2 separate regions of the Mus musculus genome follow, and region 1 is linked to region 2. A link is a contact called in public promoter capture Hi-C data. All regions are on one chromosome and are shown on one strand. The core of a region is the stretch at or near the end of the contact, and the rest is flanking DNA. Distances in the headings are between cores, read along the strand shown.

Region 1 (6,531 bases), core at 423-2,922, 2.8 Mb before region 2:
GGGAATCTTCGACTGTCTTACCTCTCAGGTGTCATGTACTTTGCAGACATAGAATCCACATAGAAGTTTAAACAGAGTCACCCAATGATTGTTTTTAATGGGTATCGTAGTAACCATTGATTGTTAATATTATAAATCAAACTATTTAACATTAATATAAAAATATAGCAGTGAACACTGAAGGCTAACATAACATTATTGAAAATGTCTCTCTTGAGGACTGATATTCTCAATTTTTTCCCCAAATATTTTATATGTGGCTTAGTGGACGACAAAGAGTGTAAGTGGCTCCTTGTGCTTTTCACATTCATACTGTGACATACTGAACACCCAGCAGGCCTTCACAGCTCCCCACAGGAAGAGGAGACAGCTCTGTATTACTATGAAAACACTTGCGTAGTCATGGGCCCTGAAAGGGCGTTGGAGAGCCTCGGAGGTGTCAAAACCAATCTTTGAGAACCACTGAACGTTTGCTCTGTCTTCCAATATAATTGGCTCACTTACCTTGTGTTCGGTGACAAGAAAGTATTTTCATGGTTACATTTTTTTTTCCTTTTTCTTTTCTTTTCTTTTTCTTGGATATTTTCTTTATTTACATTTCAAATGTTTTCCACTTTTCAGGTCTCCCCTTCGGAAACCCCCTATCCCATCCCCACTCCTCCTGCCTCCATGAGGGTGCTCCCCCACCCACCCACTCCCATCCTCCCACCCTGGCATTTCCCTACAAATGGTGCATTGAACACCCTAAGGCCTGAGGGCCTCTCTTCCCACTGATGTACAACAAGGCCATCCTCTGCCACATATGTGGCCAGTGCCATGGGTTGCTCCATGTTTAGTCTTTGGTTGGTTGTCCTGTCCCTGGGAGCTCTAGGGGAACTGGCCTGTTGACACTGTTGCTCCCTCCATGGGGCTCCAAACCCCTTCAGCTCCTTCAGTCCCATGGTTACATATTTAAAATGTTTAATAGAAAAAAAAATTGCAGTTGATAGTACGGTTGCAATTATGAGTCTGTCCCAATGTAAAGAAAATCTTAATTTCTCTATGTCCAACGACTCACCAAAGCGTTTCATATTTTTCTGCAAGGGCAGGAGATGCTTCCATTTTTTTGTATTTTTTTATTGTAAGAGTGTTTTACTTTCTCTATGAAGTTATTCTATTTACATAGAAATGTTTGTGAAAAAGATTCTGGGGGAGTAGAGAATATCTATATAGATATATAGATATAGATAAAGTGGTTAACTATTCCCACTTTGTAATCTGCCCATCTAGGGTAGAAATCGTCGCTGTAATATCTATTGGCCTGGTGACCTCTGCGTACCACTGAATTGTGGTTATCAACTTCCCTTCCATAAAATGGAGATTAATATTCATTCTTAAATTTGACCAATAACAAAGATAACTGCACTTAAGCAAACCGCTTAGCTCTGCTACGCACGTGCAGTCCACGCGTTGCAATCCTCCATGCTATTTCAAAGATCACCTTCGAGCCTTCAGTGCTTCCCAGTGACCAACACAGAGGATGTCCATTGGTAGTTTATAGGGGCGAGGGCGGGTGAGCTTGGAGAAGAAAAGGCTAACCTGCCCCGGTGCTGGGTCTGCAGGATTAAGTTTAAGTGAAGGATAAGACGTTGGGTGTCCGCCACCGAAATATCACAAGCCAAACGTCCTAACCAAAGTTTACTCATTAACTTAGGACAAGGGACACGAAGGGAGCATGCACGCTCTGGGTTCGGCCTGATCGTCCGCTTTGATCGGGAATCGGCAGATCAGGTCTGTCTGCTGGAACCTCTGGTTCTCGCGATATTTCAGAGACGCTGCAGGTTGAAGGGGCGGGGCGACCGGAAGTAGGGGGACGCGAGGCGGCGCCGAGGCCCATTCCCAGCAGGCAGTGCGCGGCGCCCCTTGCTTCCTCGGCGTCTCGGAGCGAGCGCGTGAGCGGTGGACTGCGGCCGAGCCATGGCGCTTCACGTCCCCAAGGCCCCGGGCTTTGCCCAGATGCTCAAGGATGGAGCCAAAGTAGGTGGCGTGGAGGGACTGTACGGTGGGAGGGTGGGTCTGCGCCTGTGGCGACCGCGACAGGCCTGCGGGCGGGCGGCCGCGCCGCGATCGGGATGGAGAAGGTTCTAGAAAGGGAAGCGTGCTCTGGATGCCGGCTCGCTGGAACTGGTGGGCATTTCTGTTATTCCCCCGGCGGCTTCGGGTTTGCATCCCAGCTCCCCACGCCCCTGTCTGCGGCATGGAGCCCACGGGCGCCGCCCTTAACGCGAGCTGGCGATGCGTTAATGAACTTGGACGGAATTGGTAACGGGTGGTTGGAGGGCCGGGGATTGTAGGATGGAGATGACACGAGTCCGGCATGGTCACTCCTGGGCCTGCCCTTGGTTGCTTCCTTCCAGACACGTCCGATCCCCACTGCTCTACTGAAAACTCTCCTCTGGACGTTCTGTTTCCTTTACCTTTTCTGAGTTGAGACCGGGCCGAAGGCTGTTAACTGTCTTTTCACTCTGACTGTCCGATGTCGTAGCCTACAGGATAAATGAAGCCCCACCCCAGATCGAATAGGCCGTAGTTTCAGGAGTGATTTTTTTTTTTTTTTTAAAGCGGTCACATTGCTTATGGAGCGATTTGTCCTGAGTTCCCCAAGCTGCCAGATAACGTTTGTTTTGTCTTTCATATTTTTACAAGTTGTAGAAATAGCGGATTCTTAGCAGTACAGAGAGGTGGTGTCCCCTTTGTAGTGATAACTGGCATACTGAATGGATGTCAGGGCTTAATGTAAGTTAGTAAGTTCTGCAAATGACACTGTTAACCTTTTGAGGGGTAGCAACAGCTTCCAGTTTCCATCTTTTCCTCCATCACTCTGGCTGAGGACATGATACATTTAAAGGATTTCTGTCACAGGCTAGCATTTCAGCACAGAGATACTTTGTGTAAATCGGTACTGATGGAGGCTATAGTGAAGACAAGTTTTTTTAAAGTACCCCCATCCCCCAAATTTAGGTTAAAAGCTAGTACTAGTAGGCTGGGATTGTAGTTTAATGGTAGATTGCTTTCTTGTGTTCAATCCCTGGAAAAGGCAGAAGGAAGAATAGTTGTTATTTAGCTAGGTGAGTAATAATCTGCCAAGTAGGAGCTATTGATTATCCCATTAGTTTACAGATAGGAAAGAGAGCCAGGCCCAGTGGGGGAAACTGAGGCTGTCTGATGACTGCCTGTGTGATCCTGGCTGTTTCTTAGAAGCATACTCAACAGAGGTATCCTGCGGTAGAAAACTCTTAACTTGGTTATCATGCCTAAGCAGACATTTTCTTTTTCAGCATTTCTCGGGATTAGAAGAGGCTGTGTATAGAAATATACAGGCCTGCAAGGAGCTTGCTCAGACTACTCGCACAGCGTACGGACCAAATGGTAATGACCAAGTTCAGGCTGTGTGGTGTGACTGTTAGCGTAGAGAGCGGGCCTCACGTGTTTTATGGTCGGTGGCATTGATGTGCCTCTCACTTTCAGTCAGGAATGCAGCTTTCTGGGAAAAGAGAAATTGGAAACGATGCTGTTACCCTGTTAGGTCCTAGGGAAGTCCAGCATCCTCACTAGTGGCCAGTACTATTGTGGAAAGGCTCAGCAGTCTGCAGAAAACAGCACGGCATCAGGAAGCTCTTCCTTCCCTTTAACCACCAGTTGAATTAGAGATGCACACAAAGAGATTACGGAAGAAACCAAATGTGTTTCTAAGCATATTGATTTTAGTGTTAATTCCTGTTTATTAAGCACGTCTTACATGCTAAGCATGTTGGTGTTTAGTCAGGGAAGCCCATGGGGCTATGATGCTGATCTAAACAGATGGTGTGTTCTGGGGCTAAACATCAGTACGGCTTCTTGCCGGAGTTTTCCTGGGTTGTTTGCAGAATATTTGAATAATAATGGAACCTTTTTTTTTTTCTTTGCAACTACTTTTAAGGAATGAATAAAATGGTCATCAATCGCCTGGAGAAGTTGTTTGTGACAAACGATGCAGCGACTATTTTAAGAGAGCTAGAAGTAAGTTTTGTTTCAAAACCATCAAAAACCCATGACTCTGACATAGGTGAAACTGTATTCAATCTAGAGGACGAAAGGCTGTTTCTTCCTCCACTTTATTGTGAAGATTTATAAGTGACCTTTCTAGGTTTTCCATTTTGGCTACTCAAACTCTTAAATTGTCTGTGGGTGGGTGGGTTGAGGAGTATTTCTCTGATGATGATGAGATTTATTATTCTATAGATTGATTCTAATGTGAATTCTCCAGCAGTATAAACTGGTAAATATTGATACTTTATTTTACATAACCTTTTGGCATTTTCCTTTTTTCCCTGAAGTTTTGTTGTCCAAGAGGGTGTGGAATAGATACTTGGAGCAGGATAAGAGGGCTGTGATGCCCATCTCTCGCTCCATTAAACCTGTGGTTTAGTATTGGAGGAGGGGGTAAATAGTGTTTTTTAAAAAATGAGAAAAATTCACATTTCTCTAACAGCTTAAAGAATATGCTAAGAAAAATCTACCTTCACAAATATTTGTGGAGGAATTTTTCATGGTAAATGAAATGAGGAGGACTGGAGTTGAGTGCAGACTCCTCTTGATCAGTTCCCAGCACCCACATCAGGCAGTCCACACAGAGCATGGAATCCTAGTTTAGAGTGACCCGCCACCCCCTTCCAGTCTCTAGGCACCTATTCACACATAGCCACACACAGACACACACAAAAATAAAAATGACCTTCAGAATAACAGAGCTGTGGTGTTGACTTAAAGGGGGACGTAGTCTTTGATTTATAAATGTGGCCTGGGGAGATAGCTCAGTGATGCAGCTCTTGAGCCTAACAAACACAAAGCCCCAGGTTCTGTCCCCATTGCTGAAAATTTAAATTGAACAGTGTCTAAGAGTAATTCCTAAGAATTGAATTTTGTGGCTTTTTAAAAATACTTTGAAGCTTGGGTGTAGGTGCCTGTCTAGGCTTTGATTGCCGACGCTGTATAAACCTGTATAAAAGTGTGGTGGCTTCTGCATGCGGTCAGCACTCAGGAGATGGGGGGGGGGGGCAAAAGGATCCGAAGTTCAAAGTCAACGTCGGCTAGAGTCTGACTGTGTGTACTATCTCAGAGAGAGAGTCTGACTGTGTGTACTATCTCAGAGAGAGTCTGACTGCGTGTACTATCTCAGAGAGAGAGTCTGACTGCGTGTACTATCTCAGAGAGAGAGTCTGACTGCGTGTACTATCTCAGAGAGAGTCTGACTGTGTGTACTATCTCAGAGAGAGTCTGACTGCGTGTACTATCTCAGAGAGAGTCTGACTGTGTGTACTATCTCAGAGAGAGAGTCTGACTGCGTGTAGTATCTCAGAGAGAGAGTCTGACTGCGTGTTGTACTATCTCAGAGAGAAAAGAAAAAGGGGAGTCATGGGTTCCTCAAACAAGAGCATGTTTAGATGTATAAGTGGTATTAAAACTGCCTATGTTTTATTTCTTGTAAAACCTTTGGTTTGTTTTTGAGACAGGGTCTCTGTTCAGGATGTCATGGGCTGGCTCTGTAGACCAGGCTGGCTTGGAACTCTAGATCCCCTCCTGTCTGTGCCTCCTGAATGCTGTAATTAAAGGTGTGCCCCAACAGGCCTGACAAAACATTGTTTAAGTGTTAAAAAGCCAATATATGGAGAAAATTGGCAACATAGTGTATCAGACATGAAGTGGGGGGTTGGGTGAGAATAAGGGGTGATGCTAAAGTTTTTTGTTTTGTTTTTTAACGATTTATTTATTATTATATCTAAGTAAACTGTAGCTGTCTTCAGACACACCAGAAGAGAGTGTCAGATCTCATGGATGGTTGTGAGCCACCATGTGGTTGCTGGGATTTGAACTCAGGACCTTCAGAAGAGTAGTCGATGCTCTTAACTGCTGAGCCATCTCTCCAGCCCGATGCTAGAGTTTTATGCCAAGTGGATAAGATGATAGTTAATAGTGTGTCACCACACCAACTTCTAAAGTCTTAAGTTGCTGAGTTTAACAGTTGCAAATTCTTTATTTTCTAAGTTAGGTATAATTGTGGCACTTTTGTGGAACTGTCTGTAATGCATGGCTGTGAGACGGGTGCTTTGAAATGATTTCATTTGTACTGGTGAGTTTGTGCTGACAAACACAGTTCAGCACAGTTAAACTGTGGGACGAGCTGGTCAGATGGCATTTGCCTGCCATCAAGGAACTTACTGACTTTATGTTGCTCCACGTACACGTCTCTTTCACTTGCTAACCCTTTCTATCAGGTGCAGCATCCTGCTGCAAAGATGATAGTGATGGCCTCTCATATGCAAGAACAAGAGGTTGGTGATGGCACAAACTTCGTTCTGGTGTTCGCTGGGGCTCTTCTGGAACTAGCTGAAGAACTTCTGAGGATTGGCCTGTCAGTATCAGAGGCAAGTATTCATCTTGTACTTTAATTATATTTGAGTACTTGTGTGGTTTTGCTTAAAGCTTAAAATTCAGGTCTAGATGGGTAACAGC
Region 2 (7,113 bases), core at 1,292-3,791:
CATATGTATATTTGACACCATGGCCATCAGGAATGAGCCGCTTCTCATCAACCATTTCTTAAACTCATCTGCATTCAACTTGGTGCAACCTCATTCCTTTGGGATGTGGATCTTGTGATGGACAGGGAACTTGAGCTTCAGTCATGAGGCTTGATGTCCCATATTCTGCAGCTTGGTGCAGAATGACATAACAACCGACCTGGCAATGTGAATCATGGCCACTAGGGTTACCCAAAGGCATCACACATACCTGTCCAGAGCCTAGAATGGGACAGCATTGAGATCAGAGACTTGAATAACTGCCAGGAAATTGCCTCCAAGGTCCTTCAGAGCAACCCATATAGGCAACAGGCTCCATACACTACCAAGGAAGCTGCTGTTTGCAACCATCGCACACCATATCTCCATGGGGAAAGGACTAGTATATATGTCCAAATTCCTTATTGTAATTCTTGTTGTTACTAAAAGTTTTTCATAGTGTACTGTGCCTTTGAGTCTGTTCTTCAGTGTGTTCCCACTAACACCCACCAATTCAAATCACAGTGTTAGCAAAGAGTGGATTATCTGGGGAAAGGACTCAGCAAGTTTAGCAAGGAAGGGAGGGGAACAATTGGAAATGTTTAGTGACACGAAAGTACTGCAATGAATGAATCCTAATACTTCGAATGCTAAATTAAAAAAAAAAGGTGGGGGGGAAACTGTCATGAATTTGGGCAACAAGAGCCTCCTTAATGGTTGGTGGTACACGCCTTTAGACTTAGCACTCAGCAGGCAGAAGTGGGCAGATCCTGAGTTCAAGGCTAGCTTGGACTTTACTCCTGTCTCTAAGAGGAGGAGGAGGGAGAGAAGGAGGAGGAGGAGGGGGGAGGAGGAGGAGGAGGAGGAGGAGGAGGAGGAGGAGGAGGAGTGGCTCAGTTGTTCTTGCAGCGCAAAACCATCTGTAACTTCATTTCCAAGGGATCTGATGCCCTCTTCCGACCTTCTCTAGCACCAGGCAAGCATAGACAGGTATGCAGGAAAAAAATTATACATATTTTGAAGGAACTCTTGGTCAAAAGTCTATCTTGGGTAGGTCTCTCCAACTCTCCAAACGTTGCTTGGCAGACATTCAAGGCAGTTGTGTGGGTTAATAAACAGTTTTATAATTAGCATATATTCAGTACTTGTTGGTCAGTATCACCTGTGGCATCCTTCCAGCAAAATTACTTTCTGCGATAGTAGACGCTCCAATCAGCTGTGTGCAGATGTGCTTATGATTAATTTTTCTCAAGCTAACGTCCAGAGGATTGTTTTAAATGTGGCCGTGAACTATAGTTTTCGGGGTGGGGTGAAATGGACACAATCTCTAAAAGCTGTGAAGCTGAAAGCTTTCAGGGGAACCATAGAACATTTAAGGAAGAAACACACATGCACGCTCACACGCGCGCACACTTTTCCAGAGTTGATTTAGAACTTCTATTGTTAGGAAAAGGTGTGTTAAGTAGCTAAAGGCTTCTCCAGCTCCTACCTAAGCCTTCTTGAGGAGGGATTGCAGGCATCAGTCACTATTCTCGGCCGAGGACTTTACATGAGATAGGCCAGTACAATATTGAATGGTTGAATCCAAATTTATACTTACATGTCTTGCCTTAAAGATGAGGAAAGGTCTTAACACTTTCCCTATGCAATTGTAAACATGTATTATTTGGGCCAAGGAGACAGCACATTTGTGTGGCATAAAACATAGCATTTGTGACCGAGCTTACCCTTCCGCCTGGTGGCAGTGTGTGCTCCACCACAAGTTAAAAGTAGGGATCATGTGAAAATTCCTGACTAAATTTATAAAACTATATTGGTTCATTGGTTCAGCTTTGCAGAAGTAAAGAATGCTGCTCCAACGGGAACGTGCTGGCACCACAAAGGCGTTAGATGTAGCAGTGTGTTTTTACCAACCGTCATAACAAATATTTGCTGAGCTGCCAAGCACGGTTTGCGTTTCTGGGATACATCCAGGGACGAGACACAGATTCCCGGTTACTCCGTGCAGTCGTGCCTAGATCATTCGGAAAAGAGTTCTAGGACGTTCTTTGCAAAATCAACACGACGTGTTTCCAAGAGCCCAGGAACGTGGCCGACTAAACGGTGAACCGGGTTCAGCCCCACTGCAGCCGACCTGAAACTCACTTTTGCAAACCTCTTTTATTTCCACCCTCTAGAGTTGTACCCGGCGTGGCTGGCCAGACTGTCAAAGACGTAACGCAAAGAGTCCTCCTCTAATTTTTTTCTGCCGGGAATCTGGAACCCTCGTGAGACAAAGGCGCCTGTGTGACTCCTCTGTCCAATAGACACTTCTGCGACTCCTCAGGGCAGCCGGTCGTCCCCGAGCCAAGGACAAGACTCGCAGCGCGGCCAAGGGTGAGCCATCCAAGGAGAGGCGCGCATGCGCCCCCGCGTGGCTCGGCGCGCTCCTAGCATCCGGTCCCGAGCTGATCAGTCCTACGGAACCTCCGCCGCGGGTTCCGCGTTTCCGGGGGAAGAGGGACGAGAAGGACCGGGACGCCGAGCTACCTTGGCTACTTCGGGAAGCCATGGCTACCGCGGTGGGAAGGCTGGTTCTTCGGCGGCCCGGCGCGGGCGGCGGGGCTCGCTGGAGTGAGTTTTTTGTGTTCCCGGTGTGGGAAGACAATCTGGGGTGCAGGAATCAGGGAAAGAGAAGGGATGCGGGCATGGGCGGCTCTTGTGGGGGGTTTTAGGAGCCCCAGTCTTCGGCAAACATGTCCCCATCTCCCAGGGAGTGAGGACTCGCGCTTGCCTAGCCAAGTCCCTTGCTTTGGGGTGTGGAAGAAAAGTTCAGCATTTCTCATGCTAGCTATTGATCGTTTGGACACGGGGATTCCGCCTTCCTGGAGCGTTCTCCTCCCCTCCAGACCGTTTCCAACTACAACTTTGCTCTCCTTCCCAATCGAGTCTGGTTTTAGGACGCCACTGAGGAAATCGGTGGTGATGTGAGAGTAAATCAGAGCCCAGCGTTTTTGTTTTTTGTTTTTTCGTTGTTGGATCCTAAATTATTAACATTATAAAGTGGTTCAAGTTTGCCTCAGTCGAATTTTTGACTTATGTTCTGCAAAATTCTACCGTTTTCAATACTTGTTACAGGTCCAGAGTAAACTACGTACTTTGCTTTCTTAATAGGATTTATAGCGACGTCGCCAGCTGCCGAGCTGTCACCCACGGAGCTGACAGAAATGCGGAATGATCTGTTTAACAGAGAGAAAAGCAGGCAGTTATCGTTAACCCCCCGAACGGAGAAGATCGAAGTTAAGCATGTTGGGAAAACTGATCCCGGCACTGTCTTCGTGATGAATAAAAACATCTCAACCCCTTACAGTTGTGCCATGCGTAAGCAGCAGAACAATGTTGACCATTTTACACGCGCTGTGCAGAGCACTGCAGAGGGGAACATGCTGTCATTACTTGGCGAAGCTGTAGAATTTATTTGCAGCCATTTTGCCACCCACTGTCCCCTTTGTTTTGTGGGTACGGTGGGTATCGTAGCATTTCTCTGCTGTACAGGTTGTCTCCCTAGTTTGTCTGAATATGACTATGTAATATGCATGTTCTGGGAGCATTTATCTAGCAGGTCTCATTAAAGTATTTTGAGGGTTGTTTTTTTGGTTTGTTTTGGTTTGTTTTTTTCTTGAGTTTTCATTTATTCTACCTTTATCTTTTTAGTTTTTTTTTTCCCCCCGAGTATATGTCTCATCTCCTTCCTACTTGTCCCATGTTGTGGTTTTATCTAGTATAGGTACTAAATGTGTGAATGGAAACATAAGTATAGTGAATGCTGACGTTAATTGTTTTGTTTCTATTGTTAGAGAGGTCGTTGGCTGTAAAGGTACTGATAGGATTTGGATAGGGCTTCCATAGATAGGATATTTAAACTGAAATATCTCCCGAATAGTAGATAGGCACGGTTGGCTGTTGTTTAGCTTTTTAAAAGACTCTGTAATAGTACCATTAGGGTAATTGACAGCATTGGTTCTAGGTAAGGCTCTGATGTGTACTCAGTCTCCACTCTGGCAGTTAAACAAGCACTGGTGATAATGACTCATTTGATTTTCATGTATTTCGTAGCACATGCTGTGTGGTAGACAGTAGGGGATTATAGAGGAGAGTAAGACAAGCCTAAGGCCCTAATGGGACTCTGTACACACCATATGCAGAGATGAAGTTTCTGAGCCACCCCCATCACGACCTCTAAGACCTTTGTTATGGAACGTATGTACTAATTGATATGTCAGACTCTAGTTTGATAATTTTTGTGAATATGTGTAAAATATGTATTCAGGGTTAGAATTTTCTTAGATAATGGAACTGATTAGAGGTCATTGGTTTACAATCAATTCACATTTATAATTTTACAGAGGTAACTATACTATTTAATTTGAAATGTCCGTGTCATGAGAGAGTGGAAGAAAGGTGGTTTGGGGGCAAGACTCTAGGTTAATTTAAGCAGATTTATGTGTGTGTGTGCAGATACTGTACTTGGTGGGTTTTGTGTGTCATCTCGACACAAGCTATCGTCATCAGAGAGAAAGGAGCCTCAACTGTCTCTATGAGATCCAGCTGTAAGGCATTTTTCTCAATTAATGATCAGTTGGGGAGGGCTCAGTCCATGGTGGGTGGTGCCATCCTGGGCTGCTGGTCCTGGGTTCTGTAAGAAAGCAGGCTGAGCAAGGCATGAGAAGCAAGCCAGTATGCAGCACCTCTCCGTGGTTTCTGCACCAGCTCCTGCCCCTCAGGACCCAGCCCTGCTGGCCTTTCCCCAGTGATGGATTATGATTCTGGACGTATAAGCCGAATAAACCTTTCCCTCCTCAACTGACTTTTTGGTTATGGAGTTTTATGGCAGAAATAGAAGCCTAGACTCAGACAGATATATTTTCCTTTTCTTTTAAATTGTGGGTACATCAATCCATGGATTCACGTTGTTTCTCTTTAAATATTTGCTTATAGCTCTTTGAAGATTGTTTTGTTAATTGTAGATTAAATTCAGACTAGACTTAGCTTTAATAGATATTGTTAAAGGTTTTGGTAATTTTGTTAAAAATGACTTTGCATGTGGATTTTTAAAAAAAAATTCACATATATATGTATACACACACACACACACATATATATGTCATAAATACATAATATTTCTGCAAAAGTAATCCCCAGAATTTTGCTTCAATTGTTCTGTTTCATAATGTAGTGCTTAAGCATGTAATCTTTCATTGTGGATTTTTTCACATTTCTATCATAAATCAATTTTCCATCCCTAGATCTGAGTGAGTGGTACTGCAGTAAGTCCATCCTGGCTCTTGTGGACGGACAACCGTGGGACATGTATAAGCCTCTGACCAAGTCTTGTGAGATCAAATTTCTTACTTTCAAAGACCCTGACCCAAAAGAAGTGAATAAGGTATTTTCCTGTCTCCTCCATTTTTTTCTTCTTCTAAATCAACCTATGTGCAATGGAGTATATAGTCTAAAAATACAGACAAACTCATATGTGGTATTCTACTAAATAGTGTTTTACTAGGTATTTTTGTAGTTCAAAATACTGGTGGTACCAACTTGTCTGTGTTTGGATTGACCGCATGTCATTTGTGCTCATAACTTTGGATAACCCTCTAAATCATCGGGAGTCCCACTCCTACTGACATAACTTGAATTTGTTCTGAAATCACCGTCTTCAGTGGATGGTTTTGGTAACTTTTTGAGTCTGTCCCACCCTCAACCTCCTGACTTTTACTGCTTAAAACACCACCTTTTATAGTTGTATTAAGTTTTATTACTGACGTTACGGGGTGTCTATATCTTTTATCTCTGAAGAGCCTGCCTTCGAGTTAAAGCTGCCATAGCTTTCTGGTGTCCACACAATGGGCCTCCAGCCTGCTGCTTTAGTATTGCCACCGGCAGGACCTTTTCCCCTCTTCCTTGCCGGATCCTGGCGATTTACACTTTATTATCTTCCCTGCTTTGCTGATGCTCTTCCTTCAGTGTAGACCACTAGTTCCCCTTTGAAATCGTGGTTTTATCTTATGGTTCTATCTATGGTTCAGTTAAAGCCATCTGCTCTGTGGAACCTACTAGGATTCTGCTAGACAAAATTCTTCAGGCTTTAGCATCCCCTGGCTAGTGTCTATAGACACAGCATTTTATATTGTTGTTGGACACACTAGATTCCTGCTTCTGTAAATGTAGAGATAATTCCTTCCTGGATCTGGTTCTTGACTTCAGATGGTAATAAACATCTGTTGAAATGACATACTTAGTGGCTGGAGAGACCGCTCAGTGGCTGGGAGCACTTGCTGCTCTTGCAGAGGACCTAGGTTCATTTCTCAGCACCCATGTGGTAGTTAACCCCCACCTGTGGTAACTCCAGTTTGCGGGGCTTCTGGCCTCCTCAGATACCCACATGCAGGAACACTAAATACACATACAATATAAAAGGAGAAATGACGAAGAAGCAGATGACAGAAGCATTAGCAGGGGTAACACTGAGTGTTTAATAAAGTGATTTCTAGGTGGTCGCTTCATCTCAAACTCTAGAGAGCAGGTGCTTTTCTTCCCACTTTCCCGTGAGTAAATGTCAAAGAGAGCTGCCACAGCTTGACCAATGTTACTGCTTATGAAGTGGTAACGTCTGGACGTGAACCCAGGTACTTTGGCAAAAGCATAGTAGGTTTTGATTGTATTGTGTCATGGGTGCAGTGGGAGAACGGGCAGGAGCTGGAAGAACGTGTGCTAAGCAAAGCGCTGGTTTAAGCGTTAATGCTGTAGAGACTTTGGTGGATCATCGTGTGCTGCACTGTGTGTGTTTCCTCCTTCAGGCGTATTGGCGTTCTTGTGCCATGATGCTGGGCTGTGTAATCGAAAGGGCATTCAAAGATGACTATGTGGTCAGCCTGGTCAGAGCACCGGAAGTTCCTGGTAATGTACACGTCACTACTTATACTTTTAAGATCTGTGAATGTTGTGGTATTTGTGTTTGATTATCTACAGAGTTTATTTCTGAATTTAGTTAGTATAAGACTGTACATGTAGTATAGACAATAAAAACACTCTGTTAGGACGAAGTGTGAATAA

What was found. Promoter capture Hi-C pulls out the DNA fragments that hold promoters and counts their contacts.
Region 1: a promoter capture Hi-C map of liver shows a contact between it and region 2, with 14 times the contacts expected there. The contact joins the promoter of B130034C11Rik here to the promoter of Mrpl39 in region 2. A contact is called at or near these places in 7 of 39 promoter capture datasets (the 3T3-L1 cell line, 3T3-L1-derived adipocytes, embryonic stem cells and 3 more), 4 of 484 Hi-C or Micro-C datasets (B cells, CD4 T cells, cardiomyocytes and 1 more), 3 of 115 datasets of contacts at active chromatin or transcription factors (astrocytes, embryonic stem cells and large pre-B cells) and 2 of 9 other capture datasets (embryonic stem cells and liver).

The regions. Positions count from the first base shown.
Region 1 is chr16:87,491,214-87,497,744 of GRCm38.p6, reverse strand. B130034C11Rik (RIKEN cDNA B130034C11 gene) reads right to left here and starts at 1,672. Exons shown (of 3, transcript NR_040375.1): 1 at 1,436-1,672. It overlaps Cct8 (chaperonin containing Tcp1, subunit 8 (theta)), which reads left to right and starts at 1,876. Exons shown (of 15, transcript NM_009840.3): 1 at 1,876-2,016; 2 at 3,318-3,408; 3 at 3,959-4,038; 4 at 6,294-6,443. The coding sequence starts at 1,957.
Region 2 is chr16:84,730,672-84,737,784 of GRCm38.p6, reverse strand. Mrpl39 (mitochondrial ribosomal protein L39) reads left to right here and starts at 2,541. Exons shown (of 10, transcript NM_017404.5): 1 at 2,541-2,631; 2 at 3,172-3,378; 3 at 5,304-5,443; 4 at 6,858-6,957. The coding sequence starts at 2,568. It also overlaps the pseudogene Gm26153.